2 separate regions of the Sus scrofa genome follow, and region 1 is linked to region 2. The links are chromatin contacts, called in public HiChIP or PLAC-seq maps. All regions are on one chromosome and are shown on one strand. Each heading gives the region's core, a stretch centred on a gene start, on an enhancer-like site or on the middle of the called end of the contact. The rest is flanking DNA. Distances are from core to core; before and after follow the strand shown.

What was found. HiChIP or PLAC-seq counts read pairs in DNA pulled down with a chosen protein or histone mark.
Region 1: a contact with region 2 is called in an H3K27ac HiChIP or PLAC-seq map of skeletal muscle, with 4 times the contacts expected there. The contact joins two enhancer-like sites. A contact is called at or near these places in 1 of 47 Hi-C or Micro-C datasets (embryonic fibroblasts) and 1 of 2 datasets of contacts at active chromatin or transcription factors (skeletal muscle).

The regions. Positions count from the first base shown.
Region 1 is chr6:131,908,358-131,912,285 of Sscrofa11.1, reverse strand. The region is part of intron 6 of ADGRL2 (adhesion G protein-coupled receptor L2); the gene reads left to right. Among named protein-coding and RNA genes, the nearest start is that of ADGRL2, 460 kb to the left of the region's middle. Within about 2 kb of position 1,260, at least 4 of the 83 cell types and tissues checked have an H3K27ac peak or open chromatin away from gene starts, as enhancers often do. A contact at or near this core is called in skeletal muscle, where this site is marked.
Region 2 is chr6:130,779,425-130,783,490 of Sscrofa11.1, reverse strand. No RefSeq gene overlaps it. Among named protein-coding and RNA genes, the nearest start is that of TTLL7, 1.1 Mb to the right of the region's middle. Within about 2 kb of position 1,585, at least 2 of the 83 cell types and tissues checked have an H3K27ac peak or open chromatin away from gene starts, as enhancers often do. A contact at or near this core is called in skeletal muscle, where this site is marked.

The sequences.
Region 1 (3,928 bases), core at 11-2,510, 1.1 Mb before region 2:
TGAAAATCCCTTAAGTTGATGTAAGTAGGAATTTTTTTCAGTGGCTCACTGTGCCATATAAGAAAAGGTCCTAAATAACCAAAAATCCTTAAAAATCTTTTTAGGTTACTTTAATAATGGATTAACTGTAGGCAATAATTTGAAGATACTCTCCAATATATTCTTCTTTTTAATTGAAGTATAGTTGATTTACTTTTCAGTATATTCTTATACAACTGTTTTTTAAAAACTATATTTTACCAAAGAATTTCTGTATTTTGCAAATAAAAATCTTCTTTAAAAAAAAAAAGTAGAGGGAATGAAGGGACCAAGTGCTTAATACCTGCAAGTAAAGTACAGTTTCGAGCAAAATGCTATTGATTGCTTTGGAATCACAGAGCAAGTTTAAGTACAATTTATTTAATTACAACAAAAATGCAGTTTTATGAAGTAATATAGTTTGTCTTCGTAAAGGATTTTATGCATTGTGTGGTGGTAAGTAAAATCCCATCACAGTTGTATAAATTTGTTCAATTACCAGAACGCTAAAAGGAAAAAAAAATCAATTTACTTTGAAAAGCAGCAGAAATTAGATTACCTTGGTTGGTAGGAACTTCCAGCAGTCTCTAAATTGCTTAATAATAGCAAAAGTTACCATGTTTCACATTGTAAGGATATTGGTGCCTGTTTTTATATGCATACATCTTGTTTACTTGGTGACTTTCATTATGTGAACATTTTTGTTCTTTTTGCCCTCCATTTTTGTTTTTGTGAACACTGTTGCATGACATGGTTGCTTTTCTGGATTTCGAGAATTTGTAATCAGTTGGTATTTCAAATCCGTGTAGTGAAAAACCAGATGTAATTTTATCCATCAGGAGAAACCTGGTCCATCAGTAGGACCAGGTTAGATTATTATCAGCCAAAGAAACATATTAGAAATTATTCCTACTTGAGGATTATACAGAACTCTAAATCTTAAATTCTTGTAGCAGTAAAGTGGCATGGGAGTCATCGGAGTAGATAGCTGGGCACCTGTTTTACTACCACCTGGATCCATTGTGGCGCCCAGATTTCCCAAAGCGCAGAACAGGCACAACTGCTACTCAGAGCCACCCGGCTGTTTTTAGGTCATGAAGTCAACTTCCTGGAATTTCTGGGGAAACCAGTTGAAAAGGGAGGACAAATGTCACTTTAAATAGAGATGTTTAAATCAGATTTCTGCCTGAGGGTAAAATTTAGGTCTGTTTTAGCCCGGATGTAATGTCTCCCTCTACAGAGCACAGCATTAATCACGACCTGACAAGAAAAACGTATGCTGAGCAAAACGGGCCCCTGTTGGTCTTGTCATTGATTTTTCCAATCTGTGAGGAGTACATTATAAACATTAAAATTCACACACGGGATTACACCTTAATCTCTGAATTTCCGTATTGAAATTAGCTGCTTAAAAAAAAGCCTTCTTAAAAAAAGCTGAAAATTCTTTGGGAGAGTTTAGGATAAATTCAATACTTTGATAAAAATAGAAATAGAAGTTTAAAACCAGGCAGGTTAAGCAGCAGTTTCCTTCCATGACCACATCTTAATTCTGTTTTAAGGTGCATGAAGTAACTTCAAAACTTTTTTTAATCTGGTATCTGTAAAAAGAAACAGATAAAAACCATTAGTTCTTAGACAAGATAGGTAGGAGAGGTTGAAAAGATGGTTAACTTTGGACTTACATCCATTCAAACACATGTTATTTTGTTAGAACAAAACCAGATACAAGTGTGTATCTTTTTCTGGATAAATAATAAAGACTTAACCATTGTAGTGGCAAAAAAAAAAAAAAAAAAAAAAACCATTGTGAGAGTCCTAATAAAAAAGAATTTAGTTTTGCCTCTTCAATTATTAGATAATGCTCTTTAATTCTTTTTTTGATCGTGTACACCCATGTACTTACTTTAACAAATTTATATTATTTGTTTGTATACAGCAGTACTTTTGACAGTTATGGGCTAAAAATTAGTGCACATGCAAGTTTAAAATGTAAAATATGAATGATTAAGATATCTGTTGTCAAACTGATTTTTAAAATGATATAATGTGTTTGATCTCTATTTTATTCTCAAAGGTATTTCCTGCCTTTGGACCATGAAATTTTTGGCTGTACACATTTTGCCTCATTTTGTAGGTATTTTTACATCAGTCCCCACCTCAAGCAGATTATTTCACTGGATTTAGATGACAGAATAATCTAACCCCAATTACTGTCAAAAATGGTTCTTGGCTGATTGGGGCTGTCTAGGTGACCTTGCATTTAACTAATGCTTTCTCTTGTAGAGGATGGTAAATAGTGTCTATCTGTAGAGAGAGGAAAAGAATTTTACCTGTTTTGTTCATGAAGTGAGTTCTAATTTTAATCATTTATTCTTAACATTAAATACTGTGATGCCAGTTCTTCACATAATGGGTGAGTCTATAAGATTTTCAAAAGGTCTTGAGTTGATAGAATATTTCTGTTTTATGTGGATTATATTTAATCAGTTCTTAACTACACTGCAATGTACTACATAGAAAAATCATGTTGAAAACTATTTTCCCTGTGTCTTTACTTTGAAGCAAATTATCTCTGTGTGGAATTGTTATTTCTTTATTACACTGGTGCCTTCCACGGAGAAATTTCATTCCTCTGCTTTAAAAGCCTATCATTTTTTTAAACTGTGTATTATTATGGTTATTGATTAGGAATTAATAGAACATATTTTTTTACATAGCATTTTCTTAACTCATCTTTGTGTCCTTAATCTTAGGATGCTTATGATGTGTTTTAAAACTTAAAATTCTTGGCTTTTCTGTGTTTAATGTCTAAGACAGTTTGGGGAGACATTAGTTTTGGTGATGTAAGCTTATGCATTTGTATCCCAGTGATTGCACATATTTTCCTAGAATTTGATAAAGGCTTAATGTGTTAAAATGAAGACTTGGTCCATTTTATATATCTTGTTTTTCATTTTAAAAAAGGTAGACGTAATTCTAAAACATTTAATTTTGCTTCATATGCACCAACAAATACAAATTATACTAAAATTATGATGTCCTAGATACTGTCACTTTTAACTACAAACTTAACTGTTTTTGTCCTTTTCACCGTTCTCTTTGTCATGTGGACAATATTTGACTATTAGGTTCTTCCTCTGATAACTCTATCTATGAATAATGGGGGGACATCTCTCTGCTTTGATTTTTCTGCTGCAAATGTTTCACCCATAGCCTTCACGAAAGCCACTTTTTGTATTGCCTTTGGTTTTAAACCAGGTCTGTAAGTGAAACGAATTTTTTTTTCTCGTAAGGAAAAAACTAACTGAAACCCCTGCTTATTTTGTGTCCTTTTCCATTAACCCTATTTTTTTTGTTTCATTGGAAAAAAGAAATATGATTGATATCTCTGTATGATATTTTTGAATGTTTTAGCATGAAAGTTAGTAATGTATTTCATAATTTTTGTTTGTTTAATAGGGGTCTTAGTTTTTTTAAAAAAATCACTTTATAAGCCTGTGAATTCATTTTTAGGTAAGTCAAACTGAATGTGCCTCAAATTTACAGTCATTGCTTATATTACAAAGGTGGTGTATGCATATTGGAAGCGGGAAGTCTTAAAGGAGGGGGCATCCATCATTGTCCAGAAACAGGTTTTTTTTTTTTTTTTTTTTTTTTTTGGCAACACTTTGCCCCTAAGACTTTGAAATGGTTCTTTGCTTTTCTTTTTCCCTCCGTTGCGGAGATGCACCTTATTCTCTATACCTGGAGAAAGGAGTGTGACAAAAGAGAATGTGTAAACAGAAATCTAAAACAGATTCTGAAAAAGATACAATGGGGGGAAAAGAATGTTTTGCAAACCAATTCAGGGTTTCTTTTCCTTTTTTTTTTTTGTATTAGATTAGTAAAAATATATTTGTTTCAGAAGTAA
Region 2 (4,066 bases), core at 336-2,835:
ACTGGTTATCAATAACAAACAAACAAAAATACCTAGTCAAAGCAAGGGATGTATATCAAGGTATATCTCTGCTTGGAAGAAATTTGGAACTGTAACATAAAATCAGAACGGTAAACTAGAAAGAAGTCTTTGCACGTCATATTTGCCTCTTTGCATTTCCACTGCAGCCACCTTCTTCTGCAGGCTTTTCTTTTGCTTCTCAGGCCATGTGGCAGATGCCCAAGTTAAATCACCCCATTCAAAACTCAAGCCCATACTGAACCAGAATGCCTTCTGCATAATTTCTGTTTAAAAAAACCACGATTGCTCTAATTTTGGGACGAATATAAGGAAGGTTATCAAGGGCTTGCTTCTGAAGGTAAAAGGGTCACTGAGGCAGTTCATTGTGAGTTGAGAAACCAATCCAAAAAATGTAATTTCTGAGAATAATGGTGTCTAATTTAGTAACATAAAAACCATCTACTAGTTGTTGTTGTTGTTGTTGTTGTTTTTTCCTCTCCAAGAATAGTACTGTGAATGTATTTTCTTGTTTGGAGTCACTTGCAAGTTTTTCTATTCTAATTCTTATAACATTTAATTTGTATTCATAAAGCAACAGAAAATATCATATTTCCTCCTCCTATCAGTGTTATCCCACATTAGTGAGGCTGTTTCAGATCTGATGTCTGGGTTCAAGCAAATGCTACCCATTCCTTTCACTGGGATTGTGAACAAATACATCAGGATCCGTCTTTATTATTTTTTTAAATTAAAGTATAGTCTATTTCCAATGTTGTGCCAATTTCTGCTGTACAACAAGGTGACCCTGTCATTCATACACACACACACACACACACACACACACACACACACACACTCCATTTCTTTTCTTACATCATGGTCTATCCCAAGAGATTGGATATAGTTCCTTGTGCTGTACAGTAGGACCTTGTTGCTTGTCCATTCTTTGTTTGTTTAGTGATTTTTATTTTGTCTGTTATAGTTGGTTTACAGTGTTCTGTCAATTTTCTACTGTACAGCAAAGTGACCCAGTCTCACACACACACACACACACACACACACACACACACACACCCCTTTTTCTCACATTATCCTCCATTATGCCCCTGCTTATCCATTCTAAATGTAATAGTTTGCACATCAGGATCTGTCTTAATGGGCAGAGGGTCTACAACTCAATGGTTTTTTTTTCTGTTAGATGCAACTTGCTTCTTGACATCAGTGTGTTTAATCCTATTTGAATGGTTCTCTGGTTCATTTTTGCTTCTGTATCCGAGGTTGATTTCTCAGGTTTTTGTTCCTTCTCCTTTATCTTATGGGTTTGAATGTGGAGAATTTTTTTTTTTCTATAGAAACAAATTTTACTCTAAATCTGTTAGTTGCCACATTTCAAAACTTTGCTCTCTGTGTCCTGTGCCACAATTTTAAGTGTTTCTGCAGACATCTGTAATTGAAAGTTTGGAGAAAAAAAATGTCATTCCTTTTCTGTAAGAAACACCCTCTCCTCAGTTTCGGTTTCCGTCCTGTGACTGAGCTTCGAGTTCACTCCGTTTACTGTGATTGCTCTCCCTGCACAGGCTCATCTATCATCTTGAGGGCCGGCATGTGAACTACAGAATTTCCTGTGGGTCTTCCCCGCTCCGCTGTGATCACCATCCTTCTATCGTCCTTCATGAATTCTTTCATTCCCCACTGCCTCCCTGCACAGGACAAAACAATGCCTCTGTGAACAGATCTGCCTTAACTTCAGTAGAATCAGATCATTCCAGGGTTACGGAACCAAACTGCACGTGTGAGAACTGCCTTTCTAATGGCAGCAGCGGCATCCATCCCTTCTGCTCATGTCAGAATACTTCTGCCTCAGGCTCCCTTGGGCACATCTGACCCCATTTGCAGTTTTTTCTAGGCTCCCTGTGGAGATGGGCTTCTCTGTTTAATGTTTGACAAATGCTCCACAACACAGGGGTCTAGCTACAATATTTTCTCTGATCGGAGTGACGTCATAGCCTCCTCCCAAAGTGGCATTTCCTTTGAGGGATACTCTGTGTCTGTTTGTTGTGCTTCTGCTAAGACCAGGCATCCTCGTGGATTAGACTGAAAGGCTCCATGTCCTGAAGGGCTTTTGTAAGAAGAGGGAGGTAGACATAGTTTAGTAAATCTAGGAGTTAGAATAAGGACTTTGAGTAAAACTTCTTAGAATGTAGATTATAATTCAGCATAAGGAAAAACTGATGGGTAAATTAAACATGGCTAACAAGAGAATGGACCAGGTTCCCTTTCACTGCGACTGATCAAGAAGATGGGTGGGAGTTCCCATTGTGGCTCAGTGGAATCGAATCAGACTAGTATCTGTGAGGATGTGGGTTTGATCCCTAGTCCTGCTCAGTAGCTTAAGTGTCTGGCGATGCCATGAGCTGTGGTGTAAGTTGAAGATGTGGCTTGGATCTAGTGTTGCTGTGGTGTGGTATCAGCCAGCCCCTGTAGCTCTGATTCAACCCCTAGCCTGGGAACTTCCACATGGATAAATCCCTAAAAACAACAACAACAGCAACAACAACGAAAGGAAGATGGTGAACAGTAGTTAGAGGGAAAGAGGAGATTTCCAAATTTGTGACCACACTGGGTAAGCACTAAGGCTCCTTGCAGTTTTCAGATTTTACTGATTTCATCTTAAGTCTTTTCCCCTCTCTCCCTTCTTTCCTCTTTATGCCTTTTCCTTCTTTCCATTCTTTTTTTTTTATTCTTTTCTTTCATATTTTGAAATGAATTTAATTCTTTGAAACTAAATTAACTCAAAAGTAATAGACCTCAAGATCAACCAAGAAAGTAATGGTTGAATCTCTTTTTCTTTCCTCTTTCTTTTTTCCCCAGTTTTCTTTTTTAAGAAGTCAAAATAAGTTTATATATTGAGTGATTCTATTCTCAGGATAATCACTCTCAAGATTTTTACTTAGTTTCAATATGTACAGCCAGTGGAAGAAAGTACATCAGTCTTTGAACTCCATGGCTGTCAAACATCTTCCACAACCTCAGTGCTAAGTTTCTGACGTCAGTTTTCACCACCTCATCAGAAAGTGTGAGCAGTTACCTTAAAATCTTGCAGGGTCTAGGAAGCACTTGCCCTTTTCCTCATAGAAATTCAGATTAGTAAATGATCTTTTAAGCTCCCCATTACAGAGCTGGCCCCAAACTTGCTTACTGAAGAGCTCCTATTTTAGAAGTTGGCTTTTGACCAAAGTGGTGGAAATTCAGAAAATGCTGATTTCTTTTTTGTTCGATGTCTTTTGCTTTTCACTTCCTAGCCCTTGCTTTTCACTTCCTAGCCTTCAATCTTTGATCAGGCCACTTAATTTGACTCAGATCAGAGTGCTTATTGTTGATTTTACCAGGATAACGTGCTAGTTGTTCTCCATCTCGCCCTCCCCTTGGCTTTCAAAAAAAGTTGAACTTTTTGTGCCAAGAATGTAGGTAATCTCTCTGAGCAAAATCTATGGCCTTGTGGATACTACTATTTTTTTTTTTTTTTCAGGATTGCAGAGTGGTGGTGATCAACTAGTGTCAAATAAAAATCCTTTGGTATTTATCTTTGTTTTTCCCTGAAAAAGACTAAATACAATTTGTTTGCCAAGCACAATAGGTTCACCTGTAAAACCAAAACGACTTTGAAGATACAGTCCCTTCCTATGGTTTTTTGCCAACTTGGAATGAAGGGGGCAGGGTCAGGGACTCCATGGTTTCTGTTCCACTATTTCCAGCCCAAATTAGCCTACAGTCAACACTGAATCATCAGTATCTTAAAGATTTTTTAATTATCTTCTTTTTTAGATTAATTGCTTTCTAGTTACTATGATATATCAATCTTCTCTTTGGCAAACACACACACACAGAAAACTTGTGATTTATAGCTGCAAACTTCCATGTAAAATCATCTGTGTTGCTAGAAATCTCACAGACATCTTATTCTTAATGATTAAAACTGAATTCATGACCTTCCGAAATCTGCTAATTTTCTAGACTTCTACACCACAATAAATGGCACTTCTTATCCTTTTTAATATATTTTCTT